Linked DNA regions of Oryctolagus cuniculus: region 1 is linked to region 2. Evidence: chromatin contacts called from public Hi-C data. All regions are on one chromosome and are shown on one strand. Each heading gives the region's core, a stretch centred on a gene start, on an enhancer-like site or on the middle of the called end of the contact. The rest is flanking DNA. Distances are from core to core; before and after follow the strand shown.

What was found. Hi-C and Micro-C count contacts between places; a contact is called where the count stands out from the background.
Region 1: a contact with region 2 is called in a Hi-C map of an unstated tissue, with 2.5 times the contacts expected there. The contact joins two enhancer-like sites. A contact is called at or near these places in 2 of 6 Hi-C or Micro-C datasets (skin fibroblasts and an unstated tissue).

What each region holds. Positions count from the first base shown.
Region 1 is chr13:4,115,741-4,119,874 of mOryCun1.1, reverse strand. The region is part of intron 17 of PLA2G4A (phospholipase A2 group IVA); the gene reads right to left. Among named protein-coding and RNA genes, the nearest start is that of PLA2G4A, 110 kb to the right of the region's middle. Within about 2 kb of position 1,859, at least 1 of the 8 cell types and tissues checked has an H3K27ac peak or open chromatin away from gene starts, as enhancers often do.
Region 2 is chr13:3,962,826-3,967,146 of mOryCun1.1, reverse strand. No RefSeq gene overlaps it. Among named protein-coding and RNA genes, the nearest start is that of PLA2G4A, 41 kb to the left of the region's middle. Within about 2 kb of position 2,721, at least 1 of the 8 cell types and tissues checked has an H3K27ac peak or open chromatin away from gene starts, as enhancers often do.

The DNA of each region.
Region 1 (4,134 bases), core at 610-3,109, 150 kb before region 2:
CCTCCTCCCACTCAGAGCTGGCAGCCCACATGGCCCTGGAGAAGACTACACAGGGGTTTTCCCCTCCCCACAAGCTGCAGGAGAGACCGCCATGGTGACAAGTCATGCATGAGAAGTGATCTGTGACTTCAGGTCAGGCCCTCCATGCTCTAATAGTAACCAATTTTATTCCACAAGAAGTCATGTTCCAGAAAGAGGGATCACAGCAGAGTGATTCTTTGATATGCTTTATTTTAAAAATAATATATCTATCTACTGGGGAAAATGGGCTCAAATGTTACCCAGTCTTTTGAGAAAGGCAGATATTTGTGGACCCCACATTTCATGAGCTGGAGAAACACCAGGGGTCCTCTGGCAGCAGGAAATGGTTCTCCTATGAAGGAGCCACTGACCAAAGGCATCCAGGCCCAGATACTTCTGGGCCATGTGAGGTCAACAGAAATTAGTTCAACTCCTCAAGCATGGTATCCTTTCTTTAAAAAGGGAATAGTATTACCAATCTGGGGATTTGTAGGTATTGGGATCTTTTATACAAAGTGCTTCACACAATGCCTGATATTCAGAAAACATCTCAAAACTAGCATCTATTACTGTTGCTATTCTTTTCAAAAGATTTTTTCATTTATTTGAAGGCAAAGTGACAGAAAGATTTTCCATCTACTGGTTTACTCCCCAAATGGTCACAACAACCAGGGCCGGACCAGACACAAACCAGGAGCCTGGAACTCCATCCTAGTCTCCCACATGGGAGAAAGGGGCCCGAGCACTCGGCCATGTTTGGCTGCCTTCCCAGGCACATGAGCAGGGTACCAGGTCAGAAGCAGAAGAGCTGGGATTCAAACCAGCAGTCTGATATGGGATGCCAAGATGCTGCAGCTTAACCTGGTGTTATTTTTAAATTGGCTATATGTGATAAAAACTTGAAGTGAGGCTAAATTAGAGATGAAGCTATGAAGTTTGCAAGAAATTAACAGAATAGTGATAAATCACCTTATTACATGGCATATGTCAACAAACCAGCTCTGAAGAAGACAACGTTGTGGAGTAGCAGGCTAAGCCACCACCTACAATAGCAGCAGCCCCTACAGGAGCAGCAGTTCGAGTCCCAGCTCTGCTTCCAATCCAGCTCCCTGCTAATTCATCTGAGAAACAGCGATTGGTATCCCAAGTACTTGGACCCCTGCCACCCATGTTGGAGATCCGGATGGAGTTGCTGCCTCCTAGTTTCAGCCTGACCAGGCCCCAGCCACTACAGCCATTTGCAGAGTGAGCCAGCAGACAGAAGCCCTCTCTGTCTCTCCCTCCCTCTGTCACTCTGCCTTTCAAGTCAATAAAATAAATCTTCATAAAAGAAAATTCTACTATTCAAAGTATCCTTCTACATCTAAGAGTCTCTCTGCCTTTCTAGAGATCCACAGAGCAAGTTGTCCACTGTCTCCTTCATAGAGGCTAAAAACATCATCCCAACCTCAGAGAAACACCAAGTAAAATCAAAAGTAACTACTAACTTTCAAATACCTACGAAGCTTTGAAATAGAAAAGGCTACAGGGAACTCACACTGATAATGTCTGCTGTCATTCCTTTATAATGAATTCATGAGCACAAAAACACCAATATCAAGAGCATGAACTCCCGGATTCAGCGTAACTGGACTCATCTGATGTTCCTAGTTAGCAGGCTGTTCTTAGAAAAGAAAATGAACAAGTGTTCATGCTCAACTGAAAGTCGTAAGCACGTAGACTACATAAGCTGAGCCACCAGGTGGCAGACTAACACCATGAAACTATTAACCAGACTCCTCAGCGTACTGCAGAAAATACACAGTTCCTGGGAGCTGAAATGACTGAGTCAGTTTCTGGTAGGTCTCCAGCTGTAAACGGTGAAGTAGAGCCCATGGCTCTCTGTGAAGAAACAGAAGAAGCTAAACTCACTACTAGGTCAGATGCTAGAGTCAAACCCATGGCACCCCACACACTACCATGGGATTTACCCCAAAAGAGGATGTCAGATTTACTGCATCTTAAGGTGTTTATATCTAATTTCCTCTTTCCTTCTTGGAAATTCGTGGACATCCCGCAGCACTGTCGCAATCTTCTCCAGATCCTCTGCCCACCGAAGTCTGGCCTGTACCTTCCTCCACCGGAGCTACTCAGAAGCCCCCGAATTGTCGAAACATGACTCTCGGCAATAAAGGCAGGACATAAGGAGGAGGGAAAAAGATTCCAGAATTCAAATGAAAGCAGAAAAGGTGAGCTCACCCTCCACTCCCAAAAAAGAACAAATTTGGAGAAGTCAGATAATAGGCAATTCACAAATATAAACTTTTTGTTCCTCTACTAGGAAATAAAAGCCCAAGAGAGGAAGTTACATTGTATTTTGAGAGAGAAGTAAAAAAAAAAATATTACAAATAGAGGAGACTACAGCAAGATATGTTGATCTAGGTGACTGAATTTGTTGGCCAATTTTAGTCTGCCTTCCCTGGAAGAATTGAAATGTCATGAAAGAAAGGGCCTTATTAGTCTTGTCATTTCTGATTCCAGCACTTAGAACATGGAAATGCATAATAAACATTTGCAAAATTAATAAAAGTACAGAGGACACTCACTGAAAGTCAGACTATACAGGATAATGTTTGGTTCATGGGGCAAGGAAACTTGAGTTGAAGGGCAAGCAGGGTTGGGTAAGCAGAGAGGAAGGACCAGGCACTGCGGTGGGACAACTGGATACAAACTGCAGGTGCAAGTGGGGCCCACCAGGACACAGCAGGAAAGCAGGTTGTGTCCTGGGACACCAAGAAACAGCAGAAAGGCTGCTTGGAGGATAAACGGTTCAAGAATCGGGGAGCAGCAAGAAAAGCCCTATGACCCGTCTCAGCTCCCCCCACAGGAGTATTGTGACATCCAATAATTTGCCTAAATAACCCATGGCTCAGTTTCCTCATCTGTAAATTAAAAAAAAAAAAAAAAAAAAAAAAGCCTCACAGGCTGATTCTGAGTGTTAAATATTTGGGGGAAGTATCTGACTTGTGTGTAGTAAGCACTCCAAACTTTGCCCTGTTCTTTTTGTGTCATCTATTGCTATGTGCCTAGTTCCTAACACAGTATCTGGCACAGTAGACATGTGAAACATACGGTTGAATTAATGGATAACTGAGATGGGAAGAAATGGCACACAGCATAGAAAATAGGGTGAGTTTGGGCCTGTTGGGGCTCAGAGCGTGAAACCCCAAAACAAAGGTCTCTGTAAAGGTTTCCCTCTGACTCTCCTACCTCCCTGTCCCGTTGTTTACTTTCCCTCACCCCAAAGCAGCCTCAGGAACAAGGATTCCTTTTCCCGAATGTGTGTCACATTAGCTGGAATCTATTTTTCCCAAAACAAGCCATAAAGTCTAAAAATATCCCTGTAATCCCCCACCTTTCTGTCTCAGAGCTAGCCATAAGGAAACACTCTGACCTACTTTGTTTGGTAGCAGATCACCAGACCCTCGTTTCTAAGAGTCCTCCCCCACAGCTATGAGGAAGGAATGCTGCTCCGAGAGGCCCAGAAGAATCCGAGCAGACAGCCTTGCCCAGATTCCCACTGGCACGGGTACCCTCAGGCCGTATTCTCCTCCACAAGGCTGTCCAGGCTTCTTCCAACCCAAACATAGAAACAGATGACACCCCCACTTCTTTGGGTCTTCCTCCTGAAGGCTCCATGTCAGATAAAACCATATTACCATAAATTTGTTATACTTTCCTCTGGTTAACCTGTCTTTTGTTACAGGAATGTCAGCAGTGGGGCCTGGCATTGTGGTGCAGCTGATCAAGCTGCTGCCCGTGACACCAGCATCCCACATGAGAGCTGGTTAGGGTCCTGGACTCCCCACTTCTGATCCAGCTGCCTGCTGATGCATGTGGGGAAGCATCAGATGATGGCCCAAGTCCTTGGGCCCCTGACACCCATATGGGAGACCCAGATAGAGTCCCAGGCTCCTGACTTCAGCCTGGCCCAGCCCTAGCTGTTGCAGGCATTTGGAGTGTGAACCAACGGATGGAAGCTGTCTCTCTCTCCCCCCCTCTAACCCTGTCTTTCAAATGATGATTTTTAAACAAGGAAATGTCGGCAGTGCCCCTTTAACATGGGCAGGAGA
Region 2 (4,321 bases), core at 1,472-3,971:
CCAGCTCTCTGCTATGGCCTAGGAAAGCAGCAGAAGATGGCCCAAGTCCTTGGGCCCCTGCACCCGCATGGGAGACCTGGAAGAAGCTCCTGGATCCTGGCTTCGGATTGGCGCAGCTCCTGCCATTGCAGCCAATTGGGGAGTGAACCAGTGGATGGAAGACCTCTCTCTCTCCCCCCTCTCTGCCTCTCCTCTCTCTGTGTAACTCTGACTTTCAAATAAATAAATAAATAAATCTTAAAAAAAAGGTTTTATGATACTGAATGTGTGTATTTATTCTCTCCAGTTACACTACAACATTTTTTATGTTTTTTTTTTTGATTTTTTAACTTTTATTTAATGAATATAAATTTCCAAAGTACAGCTTATGGATTACAATGGCTTCCCCCCTATAACTTCCCTCCCACCCGCAACCCTTCCCTTTCCTGCTCCCTCTCCCCTTCCATTCACATCAAGATTCATTTTCAATTCTCTTTATATACAGAAGATCAGTTTAACATATATTAAGTAAAGATTTCAACAGTTTGCACCCACATAGAAACACAAAGTGAAAAATACTGTTTGAGTACTAGTTATAGCATTAAATCACAATGTACAGCACACTAAGGACAGAGATCCTACATGAGGAGTAAGTGCACAGTGACTCCTGTTGTTGACTTAACAAATTGACACTCTTGTTTATGGCATCAGTAATCACCCTAGGCTCTTCTCATGAGTTGCCAAGGCTATGGAAGCCTTTTGAGTTCACCGACTCTGATCACACTTAGACAAAGTCATAGTCAAAGTGGAAGTTCTCTCCTCTCTTCAGAGAAAGGTACCTCCTTTGATGACCTGTTCTTTCCACTGGGATCTCACTCGCGGAGATCTTTCATTTAGGTTTTGTGGATTTTTTTTTTTTTTTTTTTTTTTTTTTTTGCCATAGTGTCTTGGCTTTCCATGCCTGAAATACTCTCATGGGCCTTTCAGCCGGATCCGCATGCCTTAAGGGCTGATTCTGAGGCCAGAGTGCTGTTTAGGACATCTGCCATTCTATGGGTCTGCTGTGTATCTCACTTCCCATGTTGGATCGTTCTCTCCCTTTTTTATTCTATCAGCTAGTATTTGCAGACACTAGTCTTGTTTATGTGATCCCTTTGGCTCTTAGTCCTATCGTTATGATCAACTACAACATTTTTTAACCACAGGTGTTGCTTCTTTTATATCCTAATATTCATTTACCAACATACTTCATGAATTCTCAAGAGATAAAAAGCAAGAAATGTCAAATAAAATTGTACCTTAATTATTACTGATATTTTGGGTTTTTAAATTTTTTTTATTTTTATTTTTTTTGACATGCAGAGTAGACAGTGAGAGAGAGAGACAGAGAGAAAGGCCTTCCTTTTCCGTTGTTTCACCCCCCAATGGCCACTGCAGCCAGCGTGTTGCAGTCAGCACCCTGCGCTGATCTGAAGCCAGGAGCCAGGTGCCTCTCCTGGTCTCCCATGCGGGTGCAGGGCCCAAGCACTTAGGCCATCCTCCACTGCACACCCAGGCCACAGCAGAGAGCTGGGCTGGAAGAGGGGCAACAGGGACAGAATCCGGCACCCCTACCAGGACTAGAACCTGGGGTGCTGGCGCCGCAGGCAGAGGATTAGCCTATTGAGCCGTGGTGCCGGCCTATTACTGATATTTTGCAATTTTGCCGCTTGTAACTATTCAGCATGGATGAATTTCACCACATTCCTAACGTGTTGGTGTATCACCACAGCTCCATCTCTCCACCTTACTGGACCAAGGACTCCTGGAGGACAAACTGTTGTCTCACTCAGCTTACAAATCCCTAAAAGCTAGCGTGCAGCTTGGCACGTCACACACTTTGCTGAAGACCGACATAAATGAGCCATGTTTCCAACAGTGCTGTGGAGCATGGTGCAGGTCTTCCACTCCATCCACAGCTTGGAATGTGGAGCTAAGGGCTGCCTCTACTGCTCTGGCCCCAAGTCACTGTCGCACTTGCTCAACGGGTCAGGGGCAGAAGGCTTTGTCGGCCCTGGGCTTCATGTCAACAAATAAAGGGTCCGACATTCTTCTTAACCTGCTTTCACGGAATATCCACTCTTCCCTCAATGAGAAGAAAACTAGATTTATGATATTTTAGGTGCTTTTTCAACTTAAGCAGTTTAAAGCCATGCAATCTATTTTCTATATTTTGTAGGAAGGCAAAAAGAAGAATAGGTTATATGTTTGTGACAAAGAGGAAAAGAGAAGTGAAAAGTAACCTGCTTACTGAGCAGGACATCAGATCAGCCTGGGCGTAGGAACAAAGGAGCAGGGTTATCCAAGGAAGGACTCACTTCCATCCTAAGAAGCAGAAGACAGGAGCTAGGTGAAGCTCAAAGTCAGAGAAGGGTTAGTCATTTCCTTACTTGAGGCCCAGTCAGCAAACAAACTAGGGCTTGTGATACTTCCCCAGACCCGGTTCCAGAGCCGGAAGCAGAACCACGCACCACCGCACACAGGGGTCAGGCAGGAGCAGGTGTGCTGCCTGGAGAAGGGCAGTGGGAAGGAGCCGGGCAGGCACCATCCTCTTGGGTGCAGGCGCCTGAGAGTTCATCATACGCCTTTGAGGCCCCTGTCTGCGGGGACTGCTGCCCTCTCTCTCACATGCACACACAAGCACGGTGCTGTGGTCCTTCTCTTGCCGGTCTCTTTCAGCCCATTCCAGAACAGGCTATATGTGTTCATTGGATCATCGCTGTGTGCTGGCTCAAGTCCGCATTTCGTTACTGGGAATTTCATCGCATTTCTTATAATTCTGGTGGCACTGTAAGGGACTCATCTCACCCTTGTTTCCTTGTAGTCCCACAACATTTCATAGAAGCTACTGATCCTTCAGCTGGCTGAATCTTAGGAGCTTAGATATGTAGATGACTTCAGCTTTAATCTTTTTAAGAAGTTATTTTGTGTAAGAGGCAAGCTACCTTCCCAGAAGTTAGCTAAACTACTTTTCTATTATAGTTTCATTTTTTCATGTTGATTCATACTAAGTCTGCTCTTTTTGGATTCGCTCCTTCCCTGAAAAAATTTGACCTCCTTCTCAATTGAAAAGCTATGAATGATTTATCATGGAATGTTTTAAAAATTCCTGTGGTTCAAGGAATTTCAGTAGTAAGACTGTTTTCCTAAGTATGAGACAATCCCTCACTGAAAGTAGCATTAGTCTCCCTGTTGCTAACCTCTCCATCCTGTATCATCTTTCCTTAGCAAAACAAGTGAAAATTACTGTGGGATACCACAGCCCTCCCGGCTTTTCTTTTGTGAAAACGTATTTCCACATCCAACAAGGTTTATTCAAATCTTTATCATACACTAGTTACCCAGGGCTATTCAAAAGTAAAGAGCTACTCAATACTTCCCTTTCAATAGCTCATAAACTAATTTGAGATATAAAAATACATACACACATGAAACTATGAAACAACAATAATAAGCATTCTAATGAAGCTTGATGCTAAATTTTAAAATGCCAACTTGACCAGGCTAAGGGACAACCAGATAGATGGAAAAATTGTTTCTGGGTGTGTTTGTAAGTGAGTTTCTGGAAGAGACTAGCACCGGAATCAGTCGACTGCGTAAACAGGATCTTCTGAGCCATTGTGGTGAGCACCATCCAATCCACTGAGGGACTGGATCAAACAAAAGGTAGATGGGGATTTGCTCTCCCTCCTGTCCTGGGACACCATCTTCTCCTGTCCTGGGACATCAGAACTCATAGGTCTTAGGCTTGAGACCTTGACCTGGGACTTAAGTAACTAGCTCCTCTGCTACTCAGGCTTTGGGCCTGGAATGAATTGTTCCACTGTCTCCCCCGATTCTCCAGCTTGAAGGTAGAAATCTGTGGAACTCTTGTCCTCCATAATCACATCAGCTAGTTTCTATTTAAAAAAAAAAATCTCTTCTTACAGAAAACTCCATCAACACCTATATATCCTACAGGTCTTATTTCTCTGGAGAACTCTGAGTAGCACATGAAGCTTTCCCAATTGTAAGACATTCTCTTAGGACTACTTTATCTTGCCATGATCCTGTGAGATGCATGTTATTAGCATATATCCATTTACAAATGAGAAAACCAAATACCAAAAGATGTTAAAACTTGTCCAAATTCCCTTAATCATAAATGGACTTATGAGCTTAAAAATCAGTCCTCTAACCCACAGGCTACTGCTTCTCTAACTGCCTCTCAACAATAAGCAATGATGTGTCCATGTCACCTAGCACGAGGATTTGAGGTAAGAACACACATATGGTGTTAGAATGGTGCAGAACACAGAGAAAG